Regions from separate parts of the Rattus norvegicus genome. Here region 1 is linked to region 2. Evidence: chromatin contacts called from public Hi-C data. All regions are on one chromosome and are shown on one strand. Each heading gives the region's core, a stretch centred on a gene start, on an enhancer-like site or on the middle of the called end of the contact. The rest is flanking DNA. Distances are from core to core; before and after follow the strand shown.

Region 1 (3,962 bases), core at 589-3,088, 130 kb after region 2:
AAGTACCTGTTCAAAATGAACCAGATAGCCCTCCCTTAAGTCTCAGTGAAGGGACCCATGACCTGTCATTCCTACATAGGAAATGAGAACTGAGACAAACACAGCAGAAAGACAGTGACCTGGACCGCTACACAGGCGAGCTGGATGTACCCAGCACAGGCCTGACAGGGAGCAGAAACTGCAGGTCGGTGAAGAGCTGAAGTTTAATTGGGAATGGTGGGAAGATCAGAGCGTGGAGAAGTGGTGGGAAGCGGGAAGGCGGCATTATTAACACAACGTTAGAGGCTGGAGTACGTGATGGGCACCAGTCACAGCGCCTTATAAAGAATATATCGAACTCCAAGAATGGCATGGGGAAGCCGGTGTTTGTTCACGGGAAGAGGTTTGAGTTAAGAAAGGGAAGCTGAAACAGCAGACATAGTTTGGGCTTGACAAGCAACAGAAGGCCGGTCAGTCACGCCACCCATAAAACAGAATAAATGGGGTTTGATCGCAAGAAAGGGATTTAGGTTAGGGTTTGTTTTAGAATCCACAGCAGTCCTAGAACAAGACAGGACCCATTTGACAACCATGGTAGAACCATGGTGCCAATGGATTTCTGTCATTCCTACTCCCTTCCCATGTAGACGGAGCGACCAGTAATCTCCCTAGAACAAGTCAGAATTTCAGGGGCTGTTTTGACTCACAGGATCATTCAGTAACATCTGCAAGACCCCAGGAGGCTTGGAAGGGCTCCAGGCCAGCTACTTCCTGGTCCATTTGCCTGTGACAACAGATTTCTAAGAACAATGTACTAAATGAACAAACTCCTCTTCCCACTGTTGAAGCTCAAAGATGACTCTGGGGCCTCATGGAGGCATCCTGGGCTGATTCCCAGCTTGGGTGGTGTTAGGAGAGGAAGGGAAAGAGGGTAAGGCAGCACTTAGTGGAATTTCCATTTTAGCTCTCCTCTGGATTTCAGCACCTGTGCCCTTTCTCACTTTTAGACACGCAGGACACCAATCACCCTTCTGCACCTCCAGTCCCCCTCATTCCCTCGCTGCCTAGGCAGGCCCTCCAGCAGTTTCCTCTCCAGTTTAGTACTGGGACACCTGTCTCAACCCACTTCCCTGTCACCTCCTTCAGAGGAGAGTCCTCCATGGGAAATGTGTCTGCACACTGGGCGAGCTGGATGAGGACAGAAAACCTGTGGAGATGTTAACAGGAACCGAGCAAAGGATGTCACCTGCTACTGTCACCTGCTTGTATTTCCTAGGGTGTTCGAGGCAGGGCCAGCACCTGGCCTTTCAGCTTTCACCTGTTTTCTTTTTTCCCTTTCCCCTAGTTCAGGACAATCCCAAGTCCGCTGGAGCCTGGGTTCCTGGGCTTTCATTTCTTGCCTGCTTATGTATCTGGGAGGCAGGGCACCTGCTGATTTTTTTTTTTTTTTTTGCAGCAAGTTCTATGGACAGTCTCAGGACCCTGGTTTCAAAAAGTGGCCCAAGGGCACAGGGACGAGAGTGGTTCCCAGTGGCCGGGCCACCACGGGTGTGGCACCTCGGGCCCTGAGCCCGCAGCAGGGTAAGATTTCTTCTCTCCCGGTCACAGCACCACGGGGAGGGTCAGATTTCAGAAGACTCTGGAGCTCCCTAAGTGAGGCCAGAAAACAGGTTCCTGCGAGCCGGGGCTATAGCAAGTGACAGAAGGGTGCTGCGGGGACGCCCATGCCAGTGACAGCGACGGGACCGGGCTTGCGACACCGACGCCACAGTCCCCACGGTCAGGCTGGCGCCCTCCTCCACGCCCACCCGCACCCCGGCCCCACTCACCCGGGCTCGGCCCCTTGGCACTGCCTCCCGCCCGGCGCGGCCGAGCCCGTGGCCCGCAGAGCCAGCGACAGGCGACAGGGCCGGCGTGGGGCGGGCACAGGAAATCCCGCCGCTTCCGGGGCTCCGTGGTGCGGGCGGGGGCGGGCGGGGGCGGAGGGGACCGCTGGACCCAGGCTCCTGTCGCTGCTGCCGCAGCCCAGGGGCTTTGCTACTCCCGGGGCCCCGCCCACAGCCTGCGACCACCCACAGCGCCTGGCGGTGGGGGCGACAAGAGGGCTGGAACCCTCCCCTCAGGCTAGCCCTCCTGACAGACAGACAGACAACCGACTGGACAGTGGACTTCTAATGACGCCTTCCTTCACGTTGGCTCCACCAAGATGGTGCTGTGTGAAGTGGGCTCTGCTGCCGCATTGCCTTCGTATCTGAAGAGACATGAGCTACAAGTGTGCCCGGCACATTTAGAAGACTTGATTTTTTAAAATGCAATGTTTACGCTACATTGGGTTAAGTGTGTTAATTTTGCATATTATAATTGCGACTTGCACCACATTTCTGCTGGGCAGGGCTACCCTAAAGCATTAATAAAATGAAGGAGAGTGGGAAAGACCAGAAACATCTACAAAACAGATAATGGTAGAAAGAACCTAGCTGGTAAATGATACATTCCCGTTGTTTTATCACAGTCGTTCCGCAAAATCTTATAGCCTATCAGTGGAGGCCATGTGCCAAAGGCGTTATCATAAGGTATGTGATACGTGTTTTTAAAAATCTACCCCGAGCCGGGATAGAAGCAAAGAGAAGTGATTGTGTCTGGCAGGGAGGTCAGAGACTCACAGAAATAGAGGAGCAGGGACGATGGGATAAGAGAAGAGGGAGACCTGCAGTTGGGAACCCGTGTAGAGGGCATTCTAGGAGCAGCTCACGGGATGTGTGAGGATGGTCGGACCAGAGCGGCTATCCTCAGCTCCAGAACCAGTGCTGGAAGTTCTCTTAGGTACGGGAGAGGTGCTTATTAGTGTAGCCCAACAAATCGGTACCGTAACTCTAGTAAAGGCTTTTTCATGTCCTTCTCTACATGTGGGTGGACGGTGTGAAACCAGTGGGGGATGGGGAGTGAGAGAGGATCTCTGCTCTTTGTTTTTATGAAAGGACCAGGTTCCTTTCACCTAGCGTCTCCACTGTCTCAAGTGGCCTTAGAATACTCCTGTCCAAGGGTAAGAGGGAAGAGGGCTGTGGCTGGCCTGTCAGCTGTATTAGGAATCAATCCTGCAAATACTGTTTCCTTCCTTCCTTCCTTCCTTCCTTCCTTCCTTCCTTCCTTCTTTCTTTCCTTCTTTCTTTCTTTTCTCTCTCCCTCCTCCTCTCCCCCTCTCCCCCTCCTCCCCCTCCCTCCCTCCACCTCCCCCACCCTCTCTCGACAATAAAAGTGATCTTTATTAGAAAACAATTATTGTTAATTCCTCTATTGTGGATAAGTTCACTCCAAACTTTTTCGCCTGACTAGTCTGTCGTTTGTTATGCACAAGAACTCATGCACGTGTGCATGGGTGTGCACTCACGCACGTGCACGCGCGCGCACACGCCCACACATGCAAAGTATGTATTTTTATTGACCTTTTTTTTTTCTTAAAAAAATTATTCACTTTGCATCCTGATCACAGCCTTCCTCCCCTCTCCTCTCTTCCCAGTCCCATCCTTACAACCCCCCCCCCCATTCCCTTCTCCTCTTCTCCTCAAAGAAAGGGAGCCAGCCTCCTTGGTACCACTCCACTTTAGGACATCTAGTCCCAGCAGGACTAGGCACATCCTCTCCCACTGAGGCCCACCCAGGCAGTCCAGGTAGGGAAAAGGGATTCAATGGCGGGCAAAAGAGACCGAGACAGCCCCTGCTCCACTTGTTCGGGGACCCACATGAAGACCAAGCTGCACATTTGTTACAATTTGTAGCAGATCTAGGTCCAGCGCCTGCATGCTTCCTGGTTTCTGTGAGTCCCTGTGGTTCCAGGTTAGCTGACTCTGTAGGTCTTCTTGTGCCTCGGAGTTGCTCACTTCTGTCCCCCAGTCTTCCACAGGATTCCGGGGGCTCTGCCTGATGTGGATCTCTGCATCTGCCTCCATCCACTGCTGGATGAGGCCTCTCAGGAGACAGTTATG
Region 2 (3,967 bases), core at 705-3,204:
CATAGGACAGGGCATGTCTGTCAGCAGCTTTGGAGAACTAGAAAAACGAGTGACTAGGAAGGGGGTTTGGCTCACTCATGCCGAGCATGAGCAAGGCCCTGGGTTCAATCCCCAGCAGAAAGAAAAAAAAATCCACAAATATACACAGTAGAAAATTATTAACCTATCATAAAAGCAGAAAGATGAGAGTAGAGACAAAAGATATGACTCAAACAAGAGAGTTTTTACTTGCAGATACTAATAGTGGTGCATGCCATGAGCCTGGGGATGGCTAACTTGATCTCTCGGGCAGCAAATAGAACATAGTGACGATCTCTCAGAACGATGTCCGGAAGAGGAAGGGCCGGAATGAGAAAATCTTGCAGAAGAAAGTTCCCCAACTCTGACAGCAAAATGAACTTGTTTTTCCAAGTAAGTACAGAGAAGAGATTCGTGGAAGTCAGGGCCCTCAGGGCATTGCTAATAGTTGTTAGTGTTGGTGGTAACATTTCCCGAGCCTTCTATAAGGCTGTAAGGTTGTTCCACAAATCAAGGTGCAAAATGTTAGACTGACACAAAGTGTGTGTGTGTGTGTGTGTGGGGGGGCGGCGGCATTATCTTAGGTTCTTTCCTTGGAGACATGGCCTTTTATTTCTGTTCTCCCCACCCCCAACTTCAACAGACTCTCTCTGCGCACCAATTTTTTTTTTTTTTTGTCAGTCAGGTGCTCCATAGCTCGAGGCTATAGGGTCAGCTGTAGTGATGGTGGGTGGATGCGATACAGAATTCCTTGGTGGCAACTGTTATTCCAAATAAGTACAGAGAAGAGATGTGTGGTACCCCTGTGGGGGAAGAGTTCTTGAAAGGTAGGCTGTGCAGCGTAACAGACGCACTCCAAAGTATCTATGCCTCATAGGTTCGCCAAGTGAGCGTCATGTTCAGATTCGCCTATCTCCGGGGACCCCGTCATCCCTTTCAGATGTTCCTATGTGAGGTGATGGTTTCTGCTCCCCAGTAAGGGAGGCCGGTCTTGTATTAGGGTAGGATAATTTGAATAGAATTTAATGAGGAGTTATTTTTCAAGACCCAGGTGTGGGTGGGCTGTAGAAAAATCACACAAAAAATATCTAGAAGCAGAGAGCTCTGTTCCAAATAGTGGAGACAGAACCTGGAGGAGATAGTAAAAATAGGGACCCCCCCTAAAAAGAAAGCGGATAAGGTAGGGTGGGGTGGGGTGGGGTGGGATGGGGGGGACTAGATATCCAACCTCGGGCTCCACCTTGCCATTCTTGGATCGAACCGGATGGAAGAACGAGAGCAGTTTATGCAGGTCAGTCTTCCACGCCCTGAGATGGATAGCAAGGACGAGGAGTTGATGAGTCAGACAGAAGACATCTAGGTCTTTAGATTTAGTGATACAAATTTTTAGAGTTAGCGTTTAATTTTCGTGACCCGCATACGCTCTATTTCCGTATGCTAAACTGTTTCACAAGACTCGGGGACTTGTGGGGTGAGGACTCTATAAATACTCCCTCTCCTGTCCTGTTGGAGAAGCTTTGCTTTTTTTTTTTTTTTTTTTTTTTGCTTGATTTTGCAAGGAATACCATCACAACACGTACGGTCAAAGCACTCGCGCCAAGGGTTGAACATATACTAGTTGGGTAAAGAGAAAAGTAAATCACTCAAAAATAACGAGGGCGTACAGAGATAAGACACACATCGTGGGAACTCAGAGGTCCCAGGGACTCCACGTACGTGGCAAGAGGGTCTTCTCGAGTTGTTAACTGAAAGGGAGCGATAAGGCGGCTGAGGACACTGCAGTTGTTTACGGGCGGGAAGAGCAGCCCAGCATTACACAATTCGCTAAAAATGGAGCTATCGCTTGGAGAGATTCAGGCTCCGCATCCTCAGACTGGACTGGCAGCTACCGAGCCTTAACGTGATTGGTAGAGGGCTCTCCGGCTATGCTCCGCCCACACCCCAGCCTCCGCCAAAGGGGAGGGTACGCGGTTGGATGGGTATCCCACGCCCTGAGCTCCTGGGCTGCATCCTGCAGCTGCCCACCAAGGCCGCTGCAGTCATCCCGAAATAGACCTTGTTTCTCAGAGGTGGACAAATCTGGATCCGGCGCGGGAGGGTTGGCCAAGGAGACGCCTCTCATTGGTTGCACAGGGCGCGCCGAGAGGCTGAGGAAGGCTGATTGGTGGCAGGTTCCGCCTGGTTCTAATCAGGTCAAGGCGTGCTGCATCCTCGGGTGCTGCCACCAGGTGGAGCTGTGCAGGGAGATGTGAGGACCTCGGGGAAGAACCTCAGAACTTCTGGGTTCCCTTCCTGTTTCTAGCGGGCTGAGCTAACTCTAATGCAGTGGTTCTCAACCTTCCGAATGCTGCGACCCTTTAATACAGTTCCTAATGTTTGGTGAAGCCGCCAACCATAAAATCATTTTTGTTGCTACTTCATAACAAGTTTTGCTACTGTTATAAATAGTAATGTAAATATCTGATATGCAGGATATCTGATAAGAAACCCAAAGGAGTCGAGACCCACAAGTTAAGAGCCGCTGCTTCAGGCCCACCTAGTCATCTTGTCTTCTTGAATCCAGTCAGACCCCAGCCTCTCCAGAGCCCTTCTTAAGTAGTTGTCTGGCTTTTTGTGAACCCTGCAGCTCTTCCCTTCCGGGAAGATCTGGCGCCGGCAGTAGTTTTCCTTGTGAGCCTTTCTTGTGACCTGTTCCTCTTGGGAGGCTTGACAGTTCCAGGTCACCCCAGGTCAGATTTCTTAGTAATTCCTGGCCCCAACTCACCTTCTGACATGCTCGTTGAACGCAAATCTGCAAGAAATCAACTGGGGGGGGGGGCGGGTGTTGGAATTTTAGTCCTAATAGCCAGTATCCCTTCCCGATCTGCACCTAACCGCTTCTCCGTATTCTTCATGGTTTAGCTAACATCACCTCCTTGGCATTCTTCCGGACCTCCAGAGGTGAGCTAAGGACAGTAACAAAGTTCCACCCCAGTGTAGCTGGTGAACCAATGAGTTTATTTGACGTCAGTCTCAGGGGTACTGACTACCCAGGGGCAGGTATGCTGTTAAAGAAAATATTGCTCTCCTTGAAATCCTTGACCCTGGATATCCCCAGTTCTGCTCCCTCTATTAACTAGCTAGGTGTCTTTAGGAAGAGGAGAAGTCTCATAAGTCCCTCCCCTTCCCCTTCAGTGACTAGTCAATGGTGTGCTCAATCACCTTTAGGTAATCACAGCTGCGGAGGAAGAGGTCCAGAGGATAATAACAGGGTCATCCCAGAGGAGGAGGGGCCTAAGTTGTGGGGACAGGGCACCTGAGTGAGAACGGTAGCTACGCCCTTTAAATGCTGTGTAATTTGAAAAGAAAAACAACTTCTAGAAACTTCTGCTTTTGATATCAAATAGTGCACGATAGTATCCCATAATGATCCTACTATCGTGGAATTCAACTGTAAAGGTTTTAGGACCAAAGTACTTAATAACCTTGAGCTGCTGTTATCTGTGCTCCAATGGTGTTTTTTTTCCAGACCTTTTAATAATGCAGCCTTTGCTGACCTGCCCTGTTCACCGCGCCCATTGTCTACAAGTGCGCAGAACTGCCAGGGAGCGGTTCTCAACCTGTGGGTCATGACCCTTTCACAGGGGTCACCCAAGCCCATCAGAAAACATTACGATTCATAATAGTAGCAGAATTACAGTTATGAAGTAGCAACAAAAAGAAGCTTATGGCTGGGGGTCACCACAGCATGAGGAAAGGTATTAAGGGCTCTCAGCGTCAGGATGGTAGAGAAGCACTGTTGCACAGCTATGATGTAATTCTCAAAAAAAAAAAAAAAAAAAAGCCTCACAAGCACACTGTTTCCTTTCTCTGCCTGAACTTTACCGGCTTGCTTTTCCTTTTCAAAGGCTTTTTGCAGATTGGGATTTCAAACTTAGGGAAGCCAGGACTACAGACAGGAAGACAAGGT

Evidence for each region. A called contact is a pair of places that touch in the nucleus more often than the background predicts.
Region 1: a Hi-C map of Schwann cells shows a contact between it and region 2, with 2.5 times the contacts expected there. The contact joins the promoter of Zfp641 here to the enhancer-like site in region 2. A contact is called at or near these places in 2 of 12 Hi-C or Micro-C datasets (Schwann cells and frontal cortex).

What each region holds. Positions count from the first base shown.
Region 1 is chr7:131,321,853-131,325,814 of GRCr8, forward strand. Zfp641 (zinc finger protein 641) reads right to left here and starts at 1,839. Exons shown (of 6, transcript NM_001106792.2): 1 at 1,809-1,839.
Region 2 is chr7:131,191,002-131,194,968 of GRCr8, forward strand. No RefSeq gene overlaps it. Among named protein-coding and RNA genes, the nearest start is that of Ccdc184, 14 kb to the left of the region's middle. Within about 2 kb of position 1,955, at least 82 of the 93 cell types and tissues checked have an H3K27ac peak or open chromatin away from gene starts, as enhancers often do. A contact at or near this core is called in Schwann cells, where this site is marked.